7 separate regions of the Sus scrofa genome follow, and regions 1, 2, 3, 4, 5 and 6 are each linked to region 7. Evidence: chromatin contacts called from public HiChIP or PLAC-seq data. All regions are on one chromosome and are shown on one strand. Each heading gives the region's core, a stretch centred on a gene start, on an enhancer-like site or on the middle of the called end of the contact. The rest is flanking DNA. Distances are from core to core; before and after follow the strand shown.

Evidence for each region. HiChIP or PLAC-seq counts read pairs in DNA pulled down with a chosen protein or histone mark.
Region 1: an H3K27ac HiChIP or PLAC-seq map of alveolar macrophages shows a contact between it and region 7. The contact joins the enhancer-like site here to the promoter of TPRG1 in region 7. A contact is called at or near these places in 8 of 47 Hi-C or Micro-C datasets (alveolar macrophages, embryonic fibroblasts, epiblast stem cells and 5 more) and 2 of 2 datasets of contacts at active chromatin or transcription factors (alveolar macrophages and skeletal muscle).
Region 2: an H3K27ac HiChIP or PLAC-seq map of alveolar macrophages shows a contact between it and region 7. The contact joins the enhancer-like site here to the promoter of TPRG1 in region 7. A contact is called at or near these places in 11 of 47 Hi-C or Micro-C datasets (embryonic fibroblasts, fetal heart ventricle, fetal skeletal muscle and 6 more) and 2 of 2 datasets of contacts at active chromatin or transcription factors (alveolar macrophages and skeletal muscle).
Region 3: an H3K27ac HiChIP or PLAC-seq map of alveolar macrophages shows a contact between it and region 7. The contact joins the enhancer-like site here to the promoter of TPRG1 in region 7. A contact is called at or near these places in 9 of 47 Hi-C or Micro-C datasets (embryonic fibroblasts, epiblast stem cells, fetal skeletal muscle and 5 more) and 2 of 2 datasets of contacts at active chromatin or transcription factors (alveolar macrophages and skeletal muscle).
Region 4: an H3K27ac HiChIP or PLAC-seq map of alveolar macrophages shows a contact between it and region 7. The contact joins the enhancer-like site here to the promoter of TPRG1 in region 7. A contact is called at or near these places in 1 of 5 promoter capture datasets (liver), 14 of 47 Hi-C or Micro-C datasets (adipose tissue, alveolar macrophages, embryonic fibroblasts and 9 more) and 2 of 2 datasets of contacts at active chromatin or transcription factors (alveolar macrophages and skeletal muscle).
Region 5: an H3K27ac HiChIP or PLAC-seq map of alveolar macrophages shows a contact between it and region 7. The contact joins the enhancer-like site here to the promoter of TPRG1 in region 7. A contact is called at or near these places in 5 of 47 Hi-C or Micro-C datasets (adipocytes, alveolar macrophages, embryonic fibroblasts and 2 more) and 1 of 2 datasets of contacts at active chromatin or transcription factors (alveolar macrophages).
Region 6: a contact with region 7 is called in an H3K27ac HiChIP or PLAC-seq map of alveolar macrophages. The contact joins the enhancer-like site here to the promoter of TPRG1 in region 7. A contact is called at or near these places in 5 of 47 Hi-C or Micro-C datasets (adipocytes, alveolar macrophages, embryonic fibroblasts and 2 more) and 1 of 2 datasets of contacts at active chromatin or transcription factors (alveolar macrophages).

What each region holds. Positions count from the first base shown.
Region 1 is chr13:126,366,963-126,370,378 of Sscrofa11.1, forward strand. All of the region lies in intron 8 of LPP (lipoma-preferred partner), which reads left to right. Among named protein-coding and RNA genes, the nearest start is that of MIR28, 87 kb to the left of the region's middle. Within about 2 kb of position 1,724, at least 7 of the 83 cell types and tissues checked have an H3K27ac peak or open chromatin away from gene starts, as enhancers often do. A contact at or near this core is called in alveolar macrophages and skeletal muscle, where this site is marked.
Region 2 is chr13:126,385,582-126,388,892 of Sscrofa11.1, forward strand. All of the region lies in intron 8 of LPP (lipoma-preferred partner), which reads left to right. Among named protein-coding and RNA genes, the nearest start is that of MIR28, 110 kb to the left of the region's middle. Within about 2 kb of position 1,655, at least 5 of the 83 cell types and tissues checked have an H3K27ac peak or open chromatin away from gene starts, as enhancers often do. A contact at or near this core is called in alveolar macrophages and skeletal muscle, where this site is marked.
Region 3 is chr13:126,680,799-126,684,276 of Sscrofa11.1, forward strand. The region is part of intron 2 of TPRG1 (tumor protein p63-regulated gene 1 protein); the gene reads left to right. Among named protein-coding and RNA genes, the nearest start is that of TPRG1, 150 kb to the left of the region's middle. Within about 2 kb of position 1,888, at least 19 of the 83 cell types and tissues checked have an H3K27ac peak or open chromatin away from gene starts, as enhancers often do. A contact at or near this core is called in alveolar macrophages, where this site is marked.
Region 4 is chr13:126,346,175-126,350,035 of Sscrofa11.1, forward strand. All of the region lies in intron 7 of LPP (lipoma-preferred partner), which reads left to right. Among named protein-coding and RNA genes, the nearest start is that of MIR28, 66 kb to the left of the region's middle. Within about 2 kb of position 1,872, at least 4 of the 83 cell types and tissues checked have an H3K27ac peak or open chromatin away from gene starts, as enhancers often do. A contact at or near this core is called in alveolar macrophages, where this site is marked.
Region 5 is chr13:126,294,420-126,297,776 of Sscrofa11.1, forward strand. The region is part of intron 6 of LPP (lipoma-preferred partner); the gene reads left to right. Among named protein-coding and RNA genes, the nearest start is that of MIR28, 14 kb to the left of the region's middle. Within about 2 kb of position 1,667, at least 1 of the 83 cell types and tissues checked has an H3K27ac peak or open chromatin away from gene starts, as enhancers often do. A contact at or near this core is called in alveolar macrophages, where this site is marked.
Region 6 is chr13:126,274,749-126,278,487 of Sscrofa11.1, forward strand. The region is part of intron 6 of LPP (lipoma-preferred partner); the gene reads left to right. Among named protein-coding and RNA genes, the nearest start is that of MIR28, 5.5 kb to the right of the region's middle. Within about 2 kb of position 2,028, at least 9 of the 83 cell types and tissues checked have an H3K27ac peak or open chromatin away from gene starts, as enhancers often do. A contact at or near this core is called in alveolar macrophages, where this site is marked.
Region 7 is chr13:126,527,806-126,531,343 of Sscrofa11.1, forward strand. It overlaps TPRG1 (tumor protein p63-regulated gene 1 protein), which reads left to right and starts at 2,156. Exons shown (of 7, transcript XM_013982282.2): 1 at 2,156-3,390.

The DNA.
Region 1 (3,416 bases), core at 474-2,973, 160 kb before region 7:
AGCTCCAATTATATCCCTAGCCTGGGAACCTCCATGTGCTGTTCTAGGTGCAGCCCTAGAAAAGACAGAAAAAAACAAATAAAACATACATTTCTGTACAGTTTTATTGCATATCTCTAATATGTAATATATATCATATATTATTATATATTAGCTCTAATATATATTATATATAGTATATGTTATGTATTATCTCTAATATATATATTATATATATCATACTTTATATATGATATATATTATTATATATTATCTCTAATATATATGTTGTGTTGTTTGCATATAGTATTTCTTAATTTTAAATGAATGTATTGTATCATACTTATTTTTCTGAGACTTTTTCACTCAAAATTGTAAGACTAGGGTGTATAAATATGTATGAATTATATGATAATTATTTAAGAAAATCTAAGGAAACCTAAATTATTTATTAGTAACCTAGCAAAATCAAAATAGAAATTTACATTTAGAAAATAAAATGGGAAAAAAATCTTTATGAAGAAGCAACAAAAACAAAATACCTAGGTAAACCTTTAAAAGGGTAAATGATCTAAGTGAAGAATGCTATAAAATTTTACAGGGATAATTAACTCAGGAGCAAAATGATTGGAGGATTGAATATGCTTTGGAAAGCACCTCTCACTTTAACAGGCATTTATATCATCACCCTGTAATTATACAACAGCTCAACTTTCAGTGGGAGAATAGTTACTGCACTGTCCTTTGCTGATGGATTTTATTTAGCCTTTTCCCCTATAGAGCCCCTAGCCCTTTGCTGATTTTCATTACTGCCCACCACATCCCTGCAGGCTATACGGCCCTCCCTGGAAAGGGTAGTAAGGCTCCCACCTGGAAGAAGATGGCCCAGAATAATAGAGACCTAGCCAGACATACCTTTTGCCACAGTCTGCTATCCCAAACTCTACTTTTTTCTCTTGTCATAGAGATAGAATGCTTTTTAAGAGCCAGGAGGAACCTTAGAAATTCAATAACGTCATTTTATAGCTGAGAAAACCTAAAGCCTGAGAAAGCTGACTGATTTGCCTGAGGTTATATGGTTTATTAATGTCAGAGGCAGGAATAGAAACCATGAGCCTTGATGATGCCTTCAAAGAACTGCTTTCTTTGGGACTGACATGAGAGGTTTAACCATATGTGACTACAGGGCCCAGAGTAACATCCCTAGAAAATACTGGATTGCATAAATTTTGGTTGGAGAGTTTAGACATAAGACAGAAGTTGCTTCAGCCCTAACCAGAATGGAGAGTCTCAGATTTCCAGGTTACATGCCTCTGAAACTTTATGCTAGAACTTTCCCACTGCCCTAGTTTGTTTATTTTTAAATCAAGCATGAACTCACCACTTGGTGTTTGCCAGAGTTTGGATGAATGTCAGCATCAGGCCGCTGTAATAATGGTTTAAGATTATTTAATCCTATTACTTATACACTTCATTAGGCTGAGTGAATTGTTGGCAGTGGTTCAGTAAACTTCCTACTTTAGAGATAGATAAAAGGTTGGAAAGAAAATGGGGAAGGAGTCTGTTCCTTGTTTTCTTTCATATTTATCCTATATCTCCTAAAGGATGAAGGAATGATAATTACTCAGTACAGTGCAAAATCTGTATTAGTAGGGTCTTTTTAACTGGACTGTACCCTCAGAACCGAAAAATGAATACATTTTCGATTAGAATTAAAGATTTGGGCAGAGGAGATAGAGGGAGGAAAGGAGAGAGAGAGAGAGAGAGTGTGTGTGTGTGTGTGTGTGTGTGAGAGAGAGAGAGAGAGAGAGAGATTATGCTTTCAAACTGATCTTAAAAATAAACCAGAAAATAAGTTGGAAGAGTCCTAAGTAAGATATTCAATCTTTCATTTAGGGGGCCTGAGATGAGGCAGCAAATATTTTTAGAGAAAGAATATGGAATTTAACTTCAGACACTAGTCTGCATTCACTTCATTTCTTTTAGCTTAAATTTCCTCACAAATAGAATGAAAATGGTATTTCTTACCCCAGTGGCTAAGTGAGGGTTCAGAGAGGCTGATGGGGCTGAATAAAACTCAAAGTGTGGAGGCTCTGAGCAGTAAATAACTGCATAGACTGAGGCTCAGGAACATATGTACAGAACCTGCAGAAGAGAAGTTTGTGTAGCTTGAATCCCCAAAGGACAGTTATTCTTCCATGTTTCAGTCTCCAGAATGTTATCTGCACACTGCTGGTTTGAGAGCTTGAAGAGTCTGAGGACCAGTCACCAGTCATGAGCCTCAGGGAGCTTGGTTTTCCCAAAATGTGCCAGAGGCCACCTGCTTTGGAATCACCCTGAAGTCCTCATTAAAAACAAAATTCTGGACTACTCCCCAGAATTCCTGCACAAGAAGCCAGGAAGTTAGCATTGTTTATAAGGCTCTTGGAGAAGGTTCCTTTGCACACCCAGATTTGAGATCTATGTGCCTAGACCTCCAGCCCAGCTCGTGTAAGAAGCAGTCCTGAAACACTTCACTTTTACCCCACACGCCTCTCCTCCACATTCCTTTTACAATACTGGGCCAAACTGGACACTTCTCCCAGACATTGCTATCTTAGCCTTCTCTCTCTGTGCCCAGCCTGCTGTCTGCCTTGTACCTTTCTCCATCTCCACCATTTGAAAATCTATCTCATCCAACCTTAAAAAAGCTTTCCTGGAACTTCCCTAAATAGATGGGGCCTTTTCTGAACATGCAAGGCTTTTATTTCTCCCTCTCTCATAGGTTTTAACCTTCTACAATTGGTGTTATAGCCATTTGAGATTTTTGGCATATTCCCTTATGAATTTGAAACCATTATTGGGGTGGGGGTTATCACATTTTATTCTTTTTTTCTTTCCCTTAGTTCTTGTCCCAACGGGTGTGCCTCTGGTTGCTTTGATATTTATTTGGGGCGGGTGGCTGGAGGGGAATTGGGTTTCCATTTAGATCCCAGTGTCTCCTAAGAGAGTCTTTGACTCTTTGTCCTTTGCTGTACCTTGGATTTGGGACTCTATGTGTGTATAAGAAGCAGAGAAGAGAACTTGGCTTGGGGAGCCTGTCAGCAGTCATTGCTGAAATGTAAATGTAAAAAATTGAAAAGAAGGATGTGAGAGTGAAGCCAGCTGTCTTGCTTCCAGCTGTAGAATTATCATAAGAGCTGTTGCACTCAAGGGCAAATGCACAGGCCCAACTTGTAGATGAAAATTGCTGGGGAGTTTGGGTGGAAATTCTCTGATATTCTGATGACTTTGAATGGGGACATGGTAATTCCTTCCCCTAGTCAGGCTTACTTAAAAAAAATAAAAAAAAAAAAAGAACTTACTTCCTGGATCTCTCTTTTGCTCACCTCCCTGCAGAATCAGAGGATGCCAGGCAAGGCTGGCATCATCTTTATTGCAAGGCAAGAAGGCAAGTG
Region 2 (3,311 bases), core at 405-2,904, 140 kb before region 7:
TAGACTCACATTTGCCTCCTACTCCAGAATATCTTCTTAACAGTAGAATGATTTTTCTGAAAATCATAGCTAATCGTGTTGCTCCCCTATTCAAACCCTTCAGTGGGTTCCTCTTCCCAGTGCTCCCTGTCTCTAGTTATTCTGTGTATAAATGAAAAACTTAATGTATTTTAATGTGCCCTCGTCTGTGGGACCTTTTGTCCCTGGCCTTCAGCAGGTTAGCTTGTGTTGAATAAGTGAGTGCCTGATGGTGGCTGAGCAAATACAGACCTTTTGTGCATCTCCAGCCTCATTCCTTCTGTCTCCACTCTAATCACATTGGGCCACTTGCTCTTTTCCAGTCTAACTGTGGTTGGTCCACTCACAGCCCTCGGCACATAGTCTTTCTCTGCCTAGAGTACTTTCCCATCTGTCAGATCTCAGTTGTCTTTTCACTTCCTCTGTGGAGACTCTCTGGCCTCTCAAGACTGTTTTGTGTTACTGGTGTGTACAGTTCATAGGGATTTGCTGTCCCTTCCTAGCACCCATTACTTTTTAGTCTGGTTTTGGGTTTGTCTGCATCCCCACTCTTTGAGGCCAGGGAAAGTTTCTGTCCTCCGATATATTGAAGACTCTGTTATAGCCCCTGCCACAACCTGGTGCCTGACATGTAGAAGATGCTTTATCAGTGCGCACTGAGTGAATGAGCTCTAGACAATACAAACCCCACATCTTCTGAGCCTGAACACCCTGCTCTTGCTCCTGTGCTAGATTCCCTTCCCACTGCCTCCATCCCCTTGTTCTGTCCCCTCAGCCCAAGCACTGTGCAGCCTGATTGGGCATAAGTTCAGAGTTTTTAGGACAAGATAGGAATGGACAGTTTAATGTCCTTCAAGATCGTTAAACAGTTTTGGAATCATACTATACTTGGAATCTTTCTCACTCTGAGACTTGTTTTCCATCTTTCCTAGTTTCTGCTCTGGTCGGATTGGTTCGGCATGTCAGTCAATGTTTATGGGTTTAGGGAGTGGCACCATAATAACCCTTTTTCCTCCCACCTAATGCAGGCTCACTGACTCCACCTCTGATTGTGCCAGGCATTACCAGTTTTGAAGCAGGGCTGCAAATCCTACCTTTCTGTTTAGGGTTTCAGTAAACCTCTTATTAAAAGTCTTAAGAATTCAGATTTGCACTGGCAGAAATTTAGAATTATTTGTTCCCTCTTCTTCTGAAGGGCTCCCAATGACACAGTGCAGTGCAGTGGAAACCATCTAAAAATGTACAGATTTCTTCTAGGAGTAAATAAACTTACCCTGCTGACCCTGAGGCAGAGGAGAAATAGCAGAAAGCAAATAAGAATGGATTAGATGAACCTGTACCTCCTCTTCCCCACTCACTCATAATGTGCGTTGAAATCAGAAATCAGGTAAAATCAAAGTGGGTTCCTCCGCTGAGTCCCCTACTCTGCTAATAAGACTTTTGGGATACATGAGGCACCACATTCAAGTTTAGCTCTGTGGATAGAGTAAGATAAAGATGAAGCTACATTTAGTTGAAAACTTCCTCACTTTTTGGAGTGAGGGAAGAATTTTATAAAGAGTGGAAGCCACAGCAATCTTGAAGCTCTGAAGAGGGGAGGAACCCGGGCTGTGAACTGTGAGTGTGCCTCTAGTCCCTCTGGTGGGCACTGTCCACATCACAGCGAGCCTGGCTGTGGTGGCCGTTAGCTTCAGAGGGGCTAGCAGATAGCAGTCAGAGGCACAGAGAAGTCTTCTGTTATTTAGAAATCTAGAAGGAAGAGATTATAAAGATAAAAGATTCAAGTCTCTTTTTTCCATTGTACTGATGGTGAAAGTACGTTACTTCAGATTATTTAATAATCAAATATCATATAGAAGTCTGACATTATTTTAATGGCTCATTTCTAAGGAAGATAACTCCCTAGTTCCCCAGGATCACCAGTGTAACAAGTGAATTTAGACTTCTTTTCTCAAACTTTCTGGCATATTCTGCACCTGTAGTTCAAGCGGCTGTGGTTGTCTCCCACCACTCTATCCTCCTCCCAATTTATGTTTTACTGGATTTATATTAGAAGATAAGGAGGAACACATAGTTTTTAAAACCCATTTCTTTAAGTGCTAAAAGAATAAGTCATTGGAATAAGCCATAGAGGATATTTGGGGGTTCAGCATAAATAAAGGATTTTGTAACAATGAATATAAGGTGAAAAGAGCCACCTCAAGGGTCCCTCCCACTTTCTCTCTTATGAAGGTCTTGACTGAGGCTGTTGATGACCTGTGATGACAAGGATTACTTTCTGCACTGGCTAGGAGCTGGACATAATGGCCCTAAGTTCTTTTGCATCCCTGGGAATCTACAACCACTGAGAAATGGAGCAGTAGAACTGGACAGAAAAGCCAAGTTAGAAGTAGATTTGAAATCTACCCTTATGCTTTCACCTCAAACATTAGGGAGAAAGATAACTCAAAAAATATAACTTTCTTAATGTCATGCCTTATATATTAGTTTGGCCAAATAATACTGACTGCTGTCACAAATAAACCCCCACACCTTAGTGATTTAACACAAGATTTTATTTCTCTGTGATAAAATCAGCTATCTGGCAGGTGCTTTCCAACTGGGGGATGGGGCTCTGCCTTATTCGGTCCACTGGCTCCGTCATCCACTAGAGTTGACGGGTCCCATGCTAGATTCTCTACACTGGGCAGGAGAGGGAAGACACAGCACTGAGGAACTTCTGAGGTCCTAGTGGGGATGTTTATGGGCCAGCTGGCAAATATGGTGTAATGTTCCTTTCTGCTCATATTCCATTGACCGGGACTCAGTCATTTGGCTACACTTGCAAAGAATGCTTGGAAATGTAGCCACTGTGTGCCCCCAAAGAAGAGGAAGTGGTTTGGTGTACATTTAGCTAGTCTCTGCATGCTTTCACCGCCATCATCATCATCATCATCATCATCATCAGTATGCTTTCCTGGAATTTTCCAAATCAAATCTTGTGTGTTCTTTAGCTTAAAGTATTTAAAAGACCACTTTACCATAATATGATTTATTTTTATTCTTCTATATGTTTTCTATCTTGGTCTGCTTTAAAATAATAACTAAGAAATAAAATCCATTTGCCCCAACTAGGTAAATTAACCTCTAGCTCTCCACAATTGGGGGATATACCTTATTTTTGAGGAAGAAAATGTTTATTTAATCATTCAACAATTAGTGATTGAGAGCCCACCACACGTCAGGGATCAGATATTTGGTGGTGAGCCAGAACAGACAAGTAGCCTGTTCTCAGGAAGTTTGTGCTCTGTTAA
Region 3 (3,478 bases), core at 638-3,137, 150 kb after region 7:
CACTAATAAACTACTTAAATGTTAAAAAATAATTGTCATTGAAATATACTACCATGTGTTCTGATGCAATAGTATGTTTGTGTGTATATATACACACACACACACACGTAATATATATGTATATTTACTATACATATATATATAGTATATATATATATACTGGGCAATGAGAGATAGTTGATTTTCTTTTTTTAAAATATGTTTCTGAATTCCCAAATAGTGTACAATGAGCATGTGAAGAATACATAGCTGAAAATAATTTTTAAAATCTTTCATTTAGAATTAGGGGATCTCTTTTAACAGGAGACTCTGAAATCACCACATTGAAGAAATGAAGACCCATAGGTAGGAGTCTAATGACTCCTTCATAATAATAATCCTTCTCACAAGTAGAACAGAGCTTTATATTACCCAGAACTTTCTGACCATATTTTCTCATTTAAACTTTATAAGAATGCTCGCAGTCAGTAAATGAGTCCCCCTCTGAAGCCAGCATGCAGAAGTGGAGTGAATGAGGCCAGTCTGGGACCTCTGAGGTTGTCCTAGTTAAGACTCCACACCACGGACTCTTATACTAATCCTATATTGGCTTTTAAAGCCAACAGCAAGACACTGAGCTTATTGTTGGAGGCTAATTCCTTCCCTTGTGCTGCTAGTCTCTCACTGTGAGCATAGCTAAAGGAGACAGTCAAGCTGCCAGGGAATAACACAGGGGAAATTAAGAGAAGCTTTTCCTTTCTTTAGGCCACCATTTAGCCAGCTGTTAATTTCTATCTCAAACCATTCAACAGTACCCTGACTATAACCTAGAGACTTAGGTTCCAAGCCTGACTTTGTTGTGATAGTGCCTGCCCAGTGAATTATGGTGACTTGCTTTTTCTCGCTGGTCCTGGATTTCTTCGTCTGTACAATGAAAACTGGTAACCAGATCATCACTATGGTTCTCTCTGGCTCTGATAGTGTGCGATTCCAGGTTTCTGAGCTTCTGGGGAAAAGAGTGGTTTCCAAAGTTATATTCCAGAAGCGCCCTTTCTAACTGGGGCTCTACTTTTCTTTGCATTTGGAATGAGCCCAAAGAAAAGGTCATTTTTGCAGACATCTTGAGGTTGTGCTCCAATGTCCTCATTAAATAACAGGAGCCCAGACTGGCAGGCCCAGGGGAATATTCAATCAAGGAGAAAAAGGCCAAGTCATTACTGGAACCCTATCATCAGAGCTGTAAACACAGAATTCATTCCTGGGCTTTAGCTGAAAGCCTTTTCAATCCAGCTCATTCTCCTTATATAGGTTCCGTTTGTCAAATGTGTGTGACCATTCCGATAAGTCACCAGAGGCGGGAAGGGAGAAAGAGAAAGAAAGAAAATTACAACCGTAAATAGACTCTGAACATAGAAAGATCAAAATAGACAGACTCTGGCTTTACTGGATGAGTCACTGCTGCAGCCCAGACCGCAAAAACAAGCGTGGCTTCTCTCCTTAGCGGCAGGCTTCCTGTCTGGAAAGGAAATGCTGCTCTGATTGGAGATATTGCCATTTTACAGACTTCAAAGCAACTTAGGCAACTGAACAGACAAGAGGGGGAGCAGGTAAAACTTCTTCCAAGTGCTTGTCTGGAGAACAAGCTACTCAACTCTGACTTGAAGATGCATGTAAATTCTTTCATCTTCAGCCAATGGTGGTTTTTTTTTTTTTTTTTTTTTTTTTTTAATATGGTGGGCTTCAGTTCTGGTGTGGTGTCTGTATCTTTTTTTCCTTCAATACTTCCTGAGACTTGCTTTTCAGGCACTAAGCAGAGTGCTGTGGGGGATGAACGTGAGGACCATCTAATGAGGAAGTGGGACAAATATACACATCATGACATGATGAAAGAAAATTGTGCTAAAAAGAGGAAATGCATGCGACTATGAGGGTACAAAGAAAACAGAAGTGGACCTTGATGAATGGTCTGCCAGGGTGTGAGATGAGTGTGAAGAAGGCCTATGTGTATTCAGGATTCAGCAACGAGTCAAGGTTTAGCTTGGAGTATGGCAGTACAAATAAGAGAGTGGAAGAAAATAAAGCTTGAAAGACAGATTGGGACCATCTCCAAAAGGGGTTTGAATGAAACATTGGGTCTTGCTTATGTGTTGCGGACATGGGGAGGGGCAGAAACAGTGCCACCCTGGGAAGGTAATATCACCTACTGTGGCAGGTTGGTGGGGGGATGAAAGAGAAGCAAGAACCAGGAGGATCAGTTAGGAGACACTTGCCTAAATAAATCGTGGTCCTTGTGGCATAATAAGAAATATACACTATTATGTTTTTGTCTCTGGTTCTTGGCATAGAGTTCCTAAAGTCCTTGTAATTTCTTGAGTGATAAAAATGTCTTTTGTTTTTTTTCCTAATGAGATGAGTGGTGGCTGGGGGTCCCTATCTAGCTTCAGGATGGAGACTGGTCACCAGAAAGACCAGATATGATCAGAGGGCTGGAACTTTCAGCCCTATCTTCCAACTCCTGCAGAGGGAAGAGGGATGGAACTTGAATTAATCACCAATGGGCGATGATTTCATCAATCATGCCAAAGTAAGGAAACTTCCATAAAAGCCCCTACAATGGGGTTAGGTGGGCTTCCAGGTTGATGAACATATTGATGTACTGGGAGGATAGCTGCCCAGAGGGTGTAAATCCTTCCTGCTGCTCCTCCTATACATTGTCCTATGCATTTCTTCCATTTGGCTATTCCTGATCTGTATCCTTTATAATAAATCCATGATAGGAAATAGTGTTTTTCTGAGTTCTGTGAGTTATTGTGGTAAATTATCAAACATGAGGAGAGGGTTGTGGAAACAAACTGAATTTATAACTGTTTGATCTGAAGTATACATGGTAAGACTTGCTCTGAAGTGAGGAGACTCTTGTGGAAATGAGCTCTTAACCCAAGGGTCTGCCATAACTCTGAGTCATTAGTGTTGGAGATTTGGTTGGTGTGGGAAATCCTCCCACACACATTTGGTGTACAAGTGGTATGAGTACAATCAGCCCATTGCTTCCCACCTAGAACATTCCCCCTGGGGTTAGAGAGAAGAAGATCTATAGGAGAGAGTGAAGGTAATATGTCTGAACTTCTAATCCAGTCAATGAAGATATCAATGTAAAAATACTCACCATCATAGAATGCGTTAGTGTATGTTGAAGTCATGCAGCTGACCTGCCAGCATCAGCTGTGGCCAACTCACTTTGATACAAACACAGGAAGACTGCTCATTTGTAGAAATATGGGGTAAATAGTTTTAGCTGGTTTACTCAGACTGCAGGCTTGATTTGCTAGTGGGGGTTCTGAATACTATAGTTTGGCTACTCAACCACAATTTTTTTTCCAGCCTATAATTTCTTTCCAGCCATGGTCCCAGCCCCTGGCCTTTGCAAAACAGTGGTGCTTAGAAGAAAGAGCACACACTTATCTATTGGCTCTGTTCTGTCCCCTGTGTGACCCTGGGT
Region 4 (3,861 bases), core at 622-3,121, 180 kb before region 7:
TAATCTAACTTCAATTTGTATATTCATATTATAAAATTTATCTTAGAATGAAAAGTTAAAGACTGGAAAGGTGCTTAAAAAATACTTGCTACTTGATTCAGTGTATTCATTTTGTAGCAGGAGATAGAGTATATGCCCAGCCTGGGCACATTAAGGAAATGTTCCATTTTTTTCTTAAACTCTCATATGGTCCAGAAAGGGTTCCTTCAATCCCAACTAAATACTTCCTTTAGGACTTTCTGTGCCTTTTTTGTGCTGCTCTCTCATGATCTCACAGAACTATTAGTATCTACAAGTAGAAATGTAATTCCTTGCTGTTTTTTTTTTTATTTATTAAACATTCCACTATACTTCTGAAATGATAATAGTAGAGTTTATTAGAATGGAATCTAAACTTTTCTATCTGTAAACCCAGTGATCGTGCTATTCTGGAGGTTGCAAAGAAGGGTGACTTTCCTCTCTCACACAAAGCAAGACTGTGGAGAGACTTACTCTCTGAATGAAAGGGGAGAGGGAAAAAGTAGGAACCTTCTCATGTTTTATTCAGATGTTAACAAAGAAAATTGAGAAGTGTGTTTCCTTAAAATTGACACCATTTTTTTTTTATCCCAAACATTCTGGTAAGTGATAGCAGACAATTGTGCAAGATTTTTGAGAGAGGAATTTTTCCAGGAGCATAGTCCTGGTGGGAAATATTACTTAAAAGTAATGCGCTAATCACTTTCAAACTTGCATATTTCCACATACTGTGTGCATACATACAGTTATTAATAACTGTTCCCACGATGTCACTTCAGCACTCAGAGAGCTGTGTTGCTATGCAAGTGCCAGAGATGGAATCCATGCTGACTGCAGTTTAGCAATGAGCATTTTACAGACACGCAAGGGCGAAGATGGCCTGAGGTCTAAGACTCCATGCCTGGGTCTCCTTCTGAGCCCTGATGTAGCATCATGTGTCAAATATTCATGGCATCCATCTGCCCACTCTACTGAGAAGATAAATGGCACTGCCAGCATTGCCAAGAAGCTTAGATCCTCAAAATCTATCCACTCACATCCAGTACCGCATTCCATCTTGTGACTTTTGCATAGGAATTCCTTAGAATGTGATCTCTGGATTCAAGCTCCAGATACATAAATATTTTCTACTCAGTTGTGCACATTATTTGTATTAATATTCATAGAAATTTATTTTACAGTGATATATCTTATGGAATTCCTTACATTTATTGTTGTTTATAATTTTATTTATATAAAATATATGTAACACTTTGAGTAACCTAGTTGCTCCCCAGTAACACTTTGAGTCACCTCATTGCTTGCCCAAATTTTCTCTAACACACACACACACACACACACACACACACACACACACACACACACTGGTAGAACTAGGACTAGAATCCAATTTTTCTCACCACAAATCTGCTACTTATTCCACTCAAGTGTTTTTTTATTCTTTAAAAGAATAATAATATGTTATTTATTATTATTAACAAACCTGCAAATGAATATTGAATGTAACTCCAGTTTACAAAACAAATCAGTTCAGACCAGCTATGGTCAAACAGAAACCAGAGCCTGGCCTTCACCGATCCCAAGATTCTTCTGCAAAACCTAGTACTCTACATCCTGCTGCCATATTTTCCATTTTTAGAACATACAGATGTACAAATCCAAAGTATACCAGGTGTTTCAGACAGAAACAGAGTGGTTGTGCTGGTTCGAAGGATAATGGAGTTATCCTTGCTCTGGAATCATGTAGGAGTCATCTATGTGGGCTGCAGATTCCCACACAATACTTCCATTTACAATGAAACGTTACCTTATGTGGAGGGAGAAATTCTTTATGCTCAGGCAACAGCGCCTACTAGTGGAATGAAACTAATATTTGAAGTAGAAAGTGGAGAATGCTTTTGTGCAGCTGAAAGTGTGCTGTACTGAGAGCTTAAAGGCCTTAATTGAGGTGTCATTTCTGCTGTTAGCTTCCTGTAGGATCTTAATCAAGGCACTGCCTCTATCTGAGCCTTTGTGTTTTCCTCTCTAAAAGAAATTAGACGGGATGTTTTCTAAGTTTTCACATGCTCTTACATTTTAGGACTTTTAAAAGTCCTAAAATATGTTATGGGCATTTCAGCACCAAGTAGAAAAATCAAAACCCAGGAAGACTGATTGGCTTCCCTGGGACATAGTATCAAGCAAGAAGATCATCATCTCTGGGTCCAGCACCATGCATACAGGAAATGTGGTCCAGTTCAAAGATCTCTAGACATGGGGTCAAATGAACTGAACTTGATTTCCAACTTCTCCATTATCTACCTCTCAAGTCATGCACAAGGTTATTCCTAGGTTAACACATTTTCTAAAAGAGGATAATTGTCTTACGTGGCTTTTAGTTATTGTTAAGATTCAAATGAGAACATGGAAACGAAGTTTTATGTGAACTTGCAGGATTACTCAGTTTTCATCTATTAGAAATTTAAAAGAACTAATGTTATAATTTTCATTCTGCGCTTTTGGCAGTATCAGATGGGAAAACACATTTACTATTATAAGGCAACGTTAAATATAAGGTGCACTTGTTACTATTATAAGGAGAAGACTGTGGATTTGAAATACAATTCAGGAAAACCCAGTGTTAGGGTTGCTCTTAAATAACCAGAATATGTTTGGAGATTTCCCAGCAATAAAACTAAAAGCAACTGGGCAAATTTAAAGTTTTTTCAACTTTAAGTGGAGACTGAGGGAAACAGAAGTTCCCATGAGAGTTACCAAAGAGCACATTTTAATCATATGTCAAAAATCACCACAGTAGCAGTTACTAGTACTAGTAAACATTGTTTTTCCTGTTAACAGATCCATCATGAAACAAATTTTAAATATAGAAGAATAGATTAAAAATTAATAGCCAGATTATGAAAATGTCTATGTGTAAAAATTAACTCGAAATCTTGCTTTAGCCAAAACAGATACTAATATTCCTATTAGGGATGTTGTAAGGTTTGTGCAAGTTTCCTGTCAGGCCGGATGTTTTTTAAGGATTTTGGAATTCTAAAGTTAGAGGACAGGTTAAGTGGGCTTTAAGGCTGGACTGCCTGGCCCCTAATTGCAGCTTCAATAGTTAACTCTGTGGTCTTGGGCAAGTTACCTAATCTGCAGGCTGCCATTTCTTTAGCTATGATGAAGATAATGAGAGGACCTACGTCATCAGATTGTTGGAAGGATTACTTGAGGTAATATATTTAAATACTTAAAACAGTGCTTCGCAGATAATAAGTGCTGAATAAATCCTGATTATCATTGCTCTGGGGTCTACAAATTGTTTCAGGATCAGGATTGAATTTTCAGCACTGAATTCTATTAGTACCCATTGGTGAAAATAAATCTTACATAACTGCTTCAACGACACAGCTGCCTCTTTCCCTCACACTGACCACAATCTTTTCTTTTTTTTTTTTTTTTTTTTTTGCTTTTTACGGCAGCACCTGAGGCATATGGAGGTTCCCAGGCTAGGGGTCTAATCACAGCTACCTACAGTTGCCAGCCTACACCACAGCCACAGCAACGCCAGATCCAAGCCATGTCTGCGAACTACACTGAAGCTCACAACAACGCCAGATCCTTAACCCACCGAGTGAGGCCAGGGATCGAACTCACAACCTCATGATTCCTAGTTGGATTTGTTTCCGCTGCGCCCCGATGGGAACTCCCCTGACCACAATCTTTAGAGGAGGGTCCGGAGCGTACATGTCTGGTCCTAAATAAAATAAGCTCTTCATTTTCACGTTGTCTTCTACCTCCTATAGTTGGAGGGAGAAAGAAGCAGGACCTGCTGGTTCTAGTGCTATTGTATCATTGCTC
Region 5 (3,357 bases), core at 417-2,916, 230 kb before region 7:
TGTTTCCTGACACTTTTAAGCCAGGGGGGGGGGAATGATTTTTTCATAATCTGAGGGAAAAAATCTTTATTGTAGAAAAAGGAAACTGTGGAAGAATACAAAGAATATAAACCACTGTCCTATCCCTTTCAATCATTAACTTTTGAGCCTATTCCCATCCAGTCTCCCTTTTGGAGCAGCTGGAAGCAGGCCAGCCTAGGCAGTGCATGGCTCATCTCCACAAGTCAGCTCCTTCCTTCCTATGTCATATCTAATCACAAAGGAGAATGGAAAATACAGTCTAGCTGTGTGCTCAGAGGAAGGGGAAACAAATTATGGTGAGTAGTTAGCAAATTCACATTGTAAATATCAGAGTTCTTTTAAAGCATATTAGCAGTTAAATTACTCGGAAATGCTATAATGTCTGGTTGCATCTTTAAAAACATCATTGACTTTAGTGTTTAAGATGTTTGCCAGCAGGCATATTTCAGGAGCATGACTTTAGTAGTAGTCCACCATTTTTAAATTTCCCAATGATTCTCTATTGCCCGAAACAGTTTGGTTTTTTTTTTTTTTTTTTTGTCTTTCTGCTATTTCTTTGGGCCGCTCCCGTGGCATATGGAGGTTCCCAGGCTAGGGGTCGACTCAGAGCTGTAGCCACTGGCCTACACCAGAGCCACAGCAACGCGGGATCCGAGTCGCGTCTGTGACCTACACCACAGCTCACGGCAACGCCGGATCGTTAACCCTCTGAGCAAGGGCAGGGACCGAACTCGCAACCTCATGGTTCCTAGTCGGATTCGTTAACCACTGCGCCACGACGGGAACTCCCCGAAACAGTTTTGACCACAGTCCATTTCTCTAGCCTCATCTTACCTCTGTTCCTCTTCTATTTCTTAACATTTTTGCTAATATATATGTTGCTTTATACATACTATTCTTGGAATATCTTTACCTTTTTATTCTCTCTCTCTTTTTTCCTTCCTTCCTCCCTCCCTCCCTTCCTTCCTTCCTTTCTCTCATCTGGTGAAATCTAGTTTGTTCTTTAATATGAAACCAAGTGGTCACCTCCTTTCTGGCAACCTTCTCCCATCTCAGAACACTGAATTAATACCTGTGTTTCTGTACTTACAGTTTATCATAGTTATCTATTTTCTCGTCTTTTTCTTCCTAAACCGAGTTGTCAAAGGCAGGAATCCTGAATAATTTGACTTTAGAATGATGGTGTTTAGCACTTGGCATTTCCTTTTGGAAAGGTATGTTAAGAGAATTTTGAAGGAGTTCTCTGAAACTTATTTCTCAATAACTCATCTGCAGGTCATATAATGTTTGACTGACTTAGGAGGTTCAGGCAGTTCAAAGGATACACATATTACTGAATAAAATTGATACTTATAAGAATGTCTCTTTCTTAGAAAAGTCTAGAGGCTGTATTTCTATTTGTTTAATAGTTTTTTGTTTCAGTATTTAGCAGTAAGCCTCCACTCTGAGAACATCTTTGTATATTAGAGAATACAATCAGTAGCTTAAAATCCAAATGACTACAGAATAATAGAGTTAAAAGGGCTTGGAGACAACATCTTAGGACCCCGGAGAGCACCGAAGTGGAGCAGAAACACGCCCAACTCAGCATACCAGGTCTCGACCAGGGCTTTGCCGTCTCTCAGGCTGGTGCTTTCCACAAGGTTGCTCAATAATCTTCTCCGAGCCTCAATTTCCTCATCCATAAAACAGGATTACATCTCACACAGGGCTGTTGTACAGACATTTAAAATTATATGTATGTGAAAGCAGGCACTTTGGAAAGCTTCACACAGATACAAGGAATCATTATTATGCCATGATGAAAAAGCCAATGATACTCTTCATAATTCCACTTTTGAAGAAATAAAAATAATATAACATCCCGTGCCAGCCCTCCCTGACCCCTGCTTACAAATTTTCAACTTGTGTTCTATCGCCTATACACAATTTTTGAAGTTGTTTATTAAAAAATGAATTGGACGCAGTTATTATTTTTTCTTGGGATATGTTGAGTCCTAAGCACTCCTGGGAGAGAGAAATTGAAAGGGGTCTCTTCATCCAACTGAGGAAATTACTAAATTACTACTTACGGAATTTGAACCCTGAAAAAAGTCCTGGGCTACATCTTCCTGGGTGTGAAAGACAACCAGAAAGCACTTGTGTTTTTACCACTGTCTCTTCCACAGATGTTAAGTATTACCCACTGGAAGCTGGAGGCGAGGAGAGTTCTATAGCCAAAAAAGGTCCGGAAACACTGGACGAGATGATCTCTCAGGGTCTCGGGGTCTTTATTCATTAAAAAATGCTCACAATCCAAGATCAGTTTTATATGAGTTTAGAATCTAAAAGAAACAAGCCTTTCCAAATGTGTTATTTTAGAGACAGTACTACCAGCAAATAGGAAGGAGCATTTGTAGAATCAAAGGAGTGATATACATATTTTTCTTAAAATCTGTATAATACTGACAGGTAAGTACTTTGAAATTTCTGCTTGAAAGTAGAATGCCAAAGGTAGAATGTGAATTGCTGGCTTTGATTTACAGGCAACGGACTTGACTTTCTAGGTTGCCTTTATTTATACTAAAAGGGAAGAAAGCAGATATTAGGGCCAAAGAATGATAAATAATATCTATTCCCTGAAGGTTCATCCTAAAACTGGAAGCAGGAATTATCAGATTTTTCTTTACTAGTGTTGATTTAAATTAAAACAGCCAACACCATGAATGTTAAAGGTAATATTTCATACTTTTTTTTAGCACTTTTTCTATGGAAAGCAAGGTTTTTTTGAATAAAATGCATGTAATTTGGAATCAGGTGATACCGAATTTCTGGCTCAAGTTCTGTCTTAATCACAAACTTTTAAAAAAAAAGGTGTAGGTAATTTTCCCATCTCATCTTCAATGTTGACCTGGAATAGTACCCTCTCTTAGAGGCAGGTTAGGGAATCCAGAGTCCCATTTTCACTATGGTTTGAAAGTAGTTAAGCTCTATATAGCATGAAATGCAAGTCATCTCATTTTAATTCTTCCAGACTGTGGGGTAGCATTGTCAAATCCATTCTATAGAAGAGGATCTGAAGTTCTGAAAGGTTCACAAGTTCACCTAAGTTAAATCTCTACCTCCAACCATAATGCCAGGGCCACAGTGTGTATCCCTTCACTGCCTCTAGCCACAATAATTTTATGTTGTTATGTATTTCTGTAAAATTTTCCTTAAAGTGGATAGCACATGAACAGTATTAAGCTTAATATTAGCAAATCATCCCTGCAGTGTTCATTTGTATAAACACTCCCACCAATATAGTGTACTTTTTATAAGTAATTGTCTATGTTTCTCTCTTTCTCATCCCTGCTA
Region 6 (3,739 bases), core at 778-3,277, 250 kb before region 7:
CTTATCTTTATGGCATCTGCCAGCTTCCTGAGGGCAGGAACTGCTTTTAATGTATCTACTTCCCTTATGAGCCTGCACCCCAATGCAATTCTCAAAGTATGCATTTAACCAGTATTTATGGGAGGAAAGAAGGAAGGGATGGAGGGAGGAAGGAAGGAAGGAAAGAATGGAGGAAGGAGGGAGGGGGGAAGAATATATCACAACTATAGAAGGCTTCTATTTAGGGCCCTAATGTAATAATGCTATAAATAATATTTTCCTTGAATGCCATTTTACCGTGTAGTTTATTACATTTAATCCCTTAGTATTCATCATTATCCTGATGTTGGATGCATGGGTGTGTAGTGTTTATCTGCCATGTGTATCTTTTTAATGTGTATGTATATTCCTTTTCTCTTTCTCACACACACACATATGCTTTTTGCATACTCATAAATGTAAACTCTCTTAAGGTAAAGACATTACCATGTTCATGACTATATCCCCAAATTCTTGAACAGTGCTGACAAAGGGGAATAATTGTTAGGTGAATGAATGAAGATAGTGCCTCTTTGGTCATCATAACCTTGTGAGATGAATACAATACAATGTTTGTCTTCCTCTTTTACAGATAGCAAAACTGAGGCCTTGAGACTGCTCAAGGTCCCATAGCTAGGTATTGACAAAACCAAGACTTGAACTCACATTTTCTATTTCCATATCTTTTTTCTTTCTGCCTTCTGGGAATTTTCTGTATTAGTAGCAAAGCAAGAAAAGTCACACAAAGAAAATTTGTTTCCACATTTAAATGCATGGTGAGTACACAAGAAATTACTGACTTTTCAATCCAATGATAACACAGATTGTGTGATTTTTAGAAAAAGAAGCATTTCTTTTCCATTCTCTTGCATTTATTAGCATAGTTTTCAGCGCATGCCCGTGTGCGCATGCATCTGCGCACATACACACACATACACACACACAGCTCTCGGCTTGTACTTTTCCAGTCTCCTGTTAATTCTTCCTTCTAGACCCTCCCTGCTCTGACCATCCCCATTTCCTGTCAGGGCTGTTGCTTGGTCAGGCCAAATTCAAGGGACATTCAGCAGAATTTGTCATGGTCCCTTTGGTCCCTTTGGCAAGTGCAGAGGGCTTAAAGGAAGCAGAACAGCAGGCATTTCAGGAGTGGGACTAGGCTGGCCTGTTATAAAAAGTTCATATTCCCCTTAATTGTAGCTCATATTGGCAAACAGAGAAAACATACATACAAATTGCTAAGTTATGCTGAGTGTCCAAGAATGTCAGTAATCCCCATGAAATCTCAATGAAATATCTTTTTTTTTTTTTTTTCACTGAAACAGGAGCCAGAGATCACATGCTGTCCATTCCACTGCCCAATCATTGTAGACAGGTTTGATACATACACATTGACCAGGAAAGGACACCCCTTAAGGCCCTAATGCATGGAAGAAACTGCACACATTTGGCAGCAAATTGAGGTGTAGCAACAATCACTTTCTATTCTCAGACACCGCTCTGTTTTTCTTTTATCTTAAAACAGTATGACTACAAAGGGGAATAAGGTATACAGTGATATAGGCTCCTACATTAAAGTACAAGAGAAAATAGGCATTTGCTTATATCTGAAGCCCATGCGGGGAGAGATGAGTCAGTAAAAAACTGTACAAAGGAGATCTTAAGTCACCAATTGTCACAGATGCTATGGCATGGCAGTGAGTAACCCATGAACTCCCTGAGGCCTTTTTTCTTTTCACTCAGACAGATCATAATAGGGTAAAAAGGATGTCTATACACATTCATGAAACTGATCCCCCATTTGACCGTGAGTCAGGCTATAGTCCATGGACTTGGGCTGTTCAGTGTAGTAGGACTCATTTCTTTCCCTTTTCCTTTCTCATAAATGACTCAGGCGACTCACTGGAGACCCATGTGAGCTTCTCTTCCTGGAATCATCATTTTGGAAGTGCATGTCCTCTAAACTTACTGGATTCACCCAATGAAACACGCCTCTGCTTTGATTTCACCTCCTGTGTGTGGTTTGCAGAGACGAGCTGTTGGGGTTTCCCACCCGTCCACGACTCAAAGTTTCTATTTCTACATTTTGACTGCCAGTTCTATATTTGGTCAAAATCCTGCTTTTTGCCTGGTTTCCTAGGGAAACAGCTTGTCAAACTGCTGTTTTTTTGTCCATCTGCCTTGCCCACTTGGGTTTTTGATTGTGCACTCTGATTATTTCCTAATCTGACAGGCACAAGGCCAAAAATGAGGGGAAACCCCTTGAAATTTCTTAAAAATAAGTTTATGTAAATGAATGGTCAGTTAGGAAATCACAGTTGTGTGTGTTGTGGTAGGGAGGGCGGTTTGTGTTTGTGTTTCTAGTTGTCTGTATGTTTATAGCCTATGATAATAAGAAAGCCAATGTAAGGGAACAGTGGGAGGGTCAAGAAACCTTATTCTATAGATGCAAAGGTACTATACGTAAAATATAGATGTGGACACAGTAACATTCCTGCAAGGACCATCCAGTCAGAAGTACCAGCTATGACACATTTAAAGAAACACTAGACTTTGTCAGAAAATCTGAGTTTTTGTGTCATTTAAACCTCATGCTGGATCTTTTCATTACCACAAGGACCACATTTTACTTCTGGAATTAGGACCCCTTGTGCCAAAGATTCTGTGCAACTGAGAGCATTAATATAAGGAAATGTGCCTTCCTTTTTCCAGCTTTTACACTTCAAACACATACATAGTGACCAATCAAACAGTGTAGAGTGACATACATAACCAATGTCACAGCACCAAGTTGATGATCTATCAATAAACAATCTAACTCCAGATAAATGCCTGTGTATTTTAGGCTTTTTAAAATATGAAATTGACCTGAAGCTCTGTTATACAGATATCATAGAAACACCAGGTTCTAGGAACAACACATTGAGAATCAGTATCCTAGATGATTTCAGAAATATTCTCCATGTCCTTTGGTTAAATTCTCTTTAGGACTTTTTTGGGGAGAGAAAGCTGGCAGAGAAGGAGAAGGAGGTATGCCTTCTTACATTATGGAACACCTATGTTTCACCTTGCCCAGGGAATTATGTCAGTGGGCCTAAAGCATGCCGAGTTTTTTCATGGTTCTGAAATAGTTGTGTTCCTGAAGTCATAGGTGAGCCAGGTCCTTCCCTGTCTGTGGCTCATGGATAGACTGGGGGAACAGGTGTCCAGGTCTTATTTCAGAACATCATCACATACCTATTGTGAGAAACAGAGCCCTCAACAAATAGAATCTGTTGTTTCATTTAGTTACTTTTCAAGATGCCATTACCAGAAATTTTATGTAAATACATATTTTATTCCCTGAGGCATGTTAATATGAGACCAAAATTATAAAACATTGAAAACAAAATTTCCTTTTTTACTAGTTTTCTCTGTGTGCTATTGGGAACATGCATGCTATAGGAGAACAAAGGTGTTCAAACCCAGCCAAAGCCTCTTTGCTGTTTTGTTTGCAGAATCATAGGAATGTGGTATTGATTTTCAGTAGTTCAATGCAGTTCAATTCAGTGAACATTTACTCTTTGCCTTCTCTGGGTCAGGTCCTGGGTCCATGCTGTGAAAGAAAGTATGGACGTTATTAATAAAGCCAACACTTAAGAGTTCCAATAAAGTGCTGAAAACATATGACTACACTATGGCCTAGATAGTAATCAGTGCCTCAGAAGAGGTACTTATTTATTTA
Region 7 (3,538 bases), core at 906-3,405:
ATAATCACGCCCATTTTAGAGATGAGAAAATGGAGAACTAGAGAGATTAAGCAACTTATCAATATTGTACACCTGATCAGGGCAGAGCTTGTACTTGCAAAGCTCACGTTCTTGAACCTCTCAAGAACCTCTCAAGTTTCAGGACTAGGGCCAGACTAGGTTTAGAGAAATTTCCACAGCCATGTGAAAGGTTTATGATGCTTTAACATCTGTGGGGCTGCTCTGCACAGTGTGTTGGGCTGGACCTGGTATGTGTTGAGCAAGGTGGGGCTTTATGGGTTCTAAGACTTTGCTTCCAAGAGGCAAATTAAAAAATTAAAAAAAAAAAACAATGAAAATGTCTTTCACACCTTCTTTCTCTCTCTCTTTTTTTCAGCATGGTACTGGTTGCCACTTCTTTATTCATCCATCTGGTAGAAATTTGGAGGGCACAGGGGAGACATAGGCAAAGAGTTAAATCCAGAATGGTCAGCCAAGGTAAGGGGCTAGGCCAAGTCCCAGAAGTGAGTGAGACTGGCATTGTTTTGAGAGTCAGGAGCAGTGAGAGGGCTTGAAGACTTCTGGCCCTAGAAAGGCAGTAGCCATTTGTGCCTCGTTGCATGCTGTGGACTAGGATGGAGGAGAGAATAAGGTAGCAGTGACTCAAGATTGTGGGGGGAGGAGGCTAGCAGCCAGCTTAGAGAAACCCAGGACACTGTGAGTGACCCCCTTCCATGACCAGGTGGATCCTTGCTCCCCAGTGTAGACCATAGCATGAGTACTGAACAGAACCCAGGAAAGGGGTGTCAGTCCTGGATTTGGCTCCCAGCTTGCCACTCACCAGCAGATGACTGTGAGCAAGTTGCTTCTACTCCATTTCTGCAGAGACTCTGTGATATGGACATGTGACTTTCTATTGCACTTGTGTGGCCTGGATTAGGTCACGATGCTCATGAGAGCACTGGGCTCACTGTGGGTGCTAGGGGTTCCTGAGATGCTGAGGAAGACAAGTGTAGGCTTTGCCTCCTGGGGAGTTCCTCCCTACCCCGTTATGCTGAGGAAGGGCACATTGGTTGACTCACATCTAACTGATGGGAAAATGAGCATGGTTTTTTACGTTGCTCCGTTTCCAGGCCCAAAACTATTAAACCTACCATTGAGAATTAGCTGGCACTAGCAATTTGTCTGTGTGGGAGTGGATGGGGGCGCGGGGTAGGAAGGGGGAGGAGCTGAACCGGGAAAGGAGGGGGAAGCACATGTACAAAGCCTCCATGCCTGGAAATGGATGTCACTGAAGTGAAGTTCCAACCTGATGAGGGAAAGAGAGAGGCCATCAGGAAGCTGGGCTGTCTGCACTGACACATCCTGTGGCCCAGAAATACATCCCAGTTTCTCTCGCAACCTCAGTTTCTCCATCTGTAAAACAAAATGCTACTTTCCCACAGCTTGAAAAGGCCTGAGGTTCTTTTCAGCCATGGGGAGTTTTCTAAGGATGGAGAAAGAGAAAGAAAAAGACTTCCAGGCACTGTCCCATTCCCTAGGGTCCGGGTCTCCTAAATCAATTCTGGAACCACTGCCTGGCGATGGTGCGAGAGAGAGCCAGAGGATTCGTGTACGTCGGTGAGCGTGCATGCGTGACAGAGGGCTTTTAAATGAATCACTTTGTATCTAGCGGGGCAGCACCTGCTCCTCAGCCTCCAAAGGCAGCCGGAGCAACACGATCATTCAAAAGCTACCGCTTTCCATTCACGTCTATAATTAGAGCACAGGCTGCGGCTGCAGCTGGCGCTACAGGGGGACGGGCCTAGGGGCGGGGCCTATCCCCTTAGCCCCTCCCCTTCGTCCGCTCCCCTTCCTTCCAGCCGGGTGTCTCCAGCGGCCCCTACCTCAGCCCCGCCCTGGGTTGGGAGCTTGGCCCTCAGTCGGAGGATTCTTTCTCTTATTGCCTGGACGCCGGGGGCCTCCGCAGCCTCACTTTGGGGTCCCTCCAGTGCAGCAAATAAGCACCTTGGGGCTGCGTGTCCAGGAGGGCAGCTATATGTGGGGTGGCATCCCCCTCACCCCGCCCCAGCGCTTCGGCGCCCCGCCCTCCGGGCTCCTGCTCGCTCCCCCGCCCTCCCTGCGGCCCCTCCCAGCCACCTCTCCCTCTGTCGCATTACATAGTAATCTGAGATGCTTTGGATGAGCTCCAGGGAACAGAATGTACTTGGCAGAGACGCGGGGCTTGATGTCTGCAAAATGTCGGAAACGCAGCCAAGAGCTGCTAACTGGGTCATTAACCTCCAAAAGCAAAGCGAGGACTGTAGGCCCGCTCTGCCTCCCTTCATCTCGCCAATAAAAGTGCCTCAGTGTGAGGGGAAGAAAAAGCCCAAGGTTGGCTGCTTTGATTTCTAGGCACCAAAGGCAGACTCGGCCCCTCCTCCTGACCTAAGCCCTCCAGCCGCCCCTGCATCGGGTCCCAGTGTACAAGCAGCCTTTGAAAGGCTGGGCCTCCCCGAGGGGGCCCAGCTAGAGCCTCAGGAAAGACATTACCCGGCAGCGCCTCCCTACTGCACAGCCTCGGACGCGTTTTATTGGGTCTGAGAGGAAACCTGGGAGTGAGATGGGAAAGGATTAAGGGAGAAGATTCTAGGTCCATCCCAGACCTCACAACTAGAATGAAGGGTTTTGCCTTTCCTCTTCTCCAATGATGCTTCCCCTTCCTCCTCCTCTCCTCCCAGTCCACCTCCTTCCTCTCCTCATTGCCTTTCTGAGGGCAGGCTGTGTGGTTGCCGCCTGTGTACATGGCGGGGCTCCAGGAGACTTGAGCTCTGTCATTTGCTGTGTGACCTTGGATGAGTCATCCATTTGTCTGCTCCTTAATTCCCTTCTATGTCAATTGCTGGCCACAATAACACCTTACTGACCTGTCTTGCAAAATTTGTGAGGCCCAAATGTGAATGTCACTCACAAATGGCAAAGCTCTGCTCAGCGTCACAGATACAGAGATAGTCTCCCTCTCTTGACTCCTCTGATAGCCCCAAGGTCCCAGCTTCTTCTGGTCTTGTGTATACTTCTGAAAAATAGGAATATAAGTAGTCGCACTATGAAGCTTCAAAGGTTTGAATGTTCACAAGGGGATAGCCCCTAAAATCCACCCCCTGCAAGCTGTCCAGTCCTGTTGGATTACCAAACAGACACTTCCCCCTAACTTCCAAACCCACTTCTCCAGCGGCTGGATGGAGAGAGAAAGTGCTGAAACCAGGAGAGGTGTGGTGCAGTTCCTCAAATGATGAGACTCCCTCGCCTGTTGGAGGGAAGACAGTTGACCTGGTGAGAACAGCAGCAGTCTGTGGTCTGTGAGTCTGGACATCTGGGTAGTCTCACCCCAAGTCCAAGTCCAAGAAAGCTGATTTGTGCAACCTCACTTAGGTAAGGAGGACATCTCACCCTTGGTGGTGTCCACACAATTAGAATCAAGGCCAGCCCGGCATCAGCACTCTTCTGCCCTGTCCTTGCCTGGTCTCCCCATGCCTGCCACTGTCACCACAGCAGTTCCACTCTGCTTCCTCACCATGTT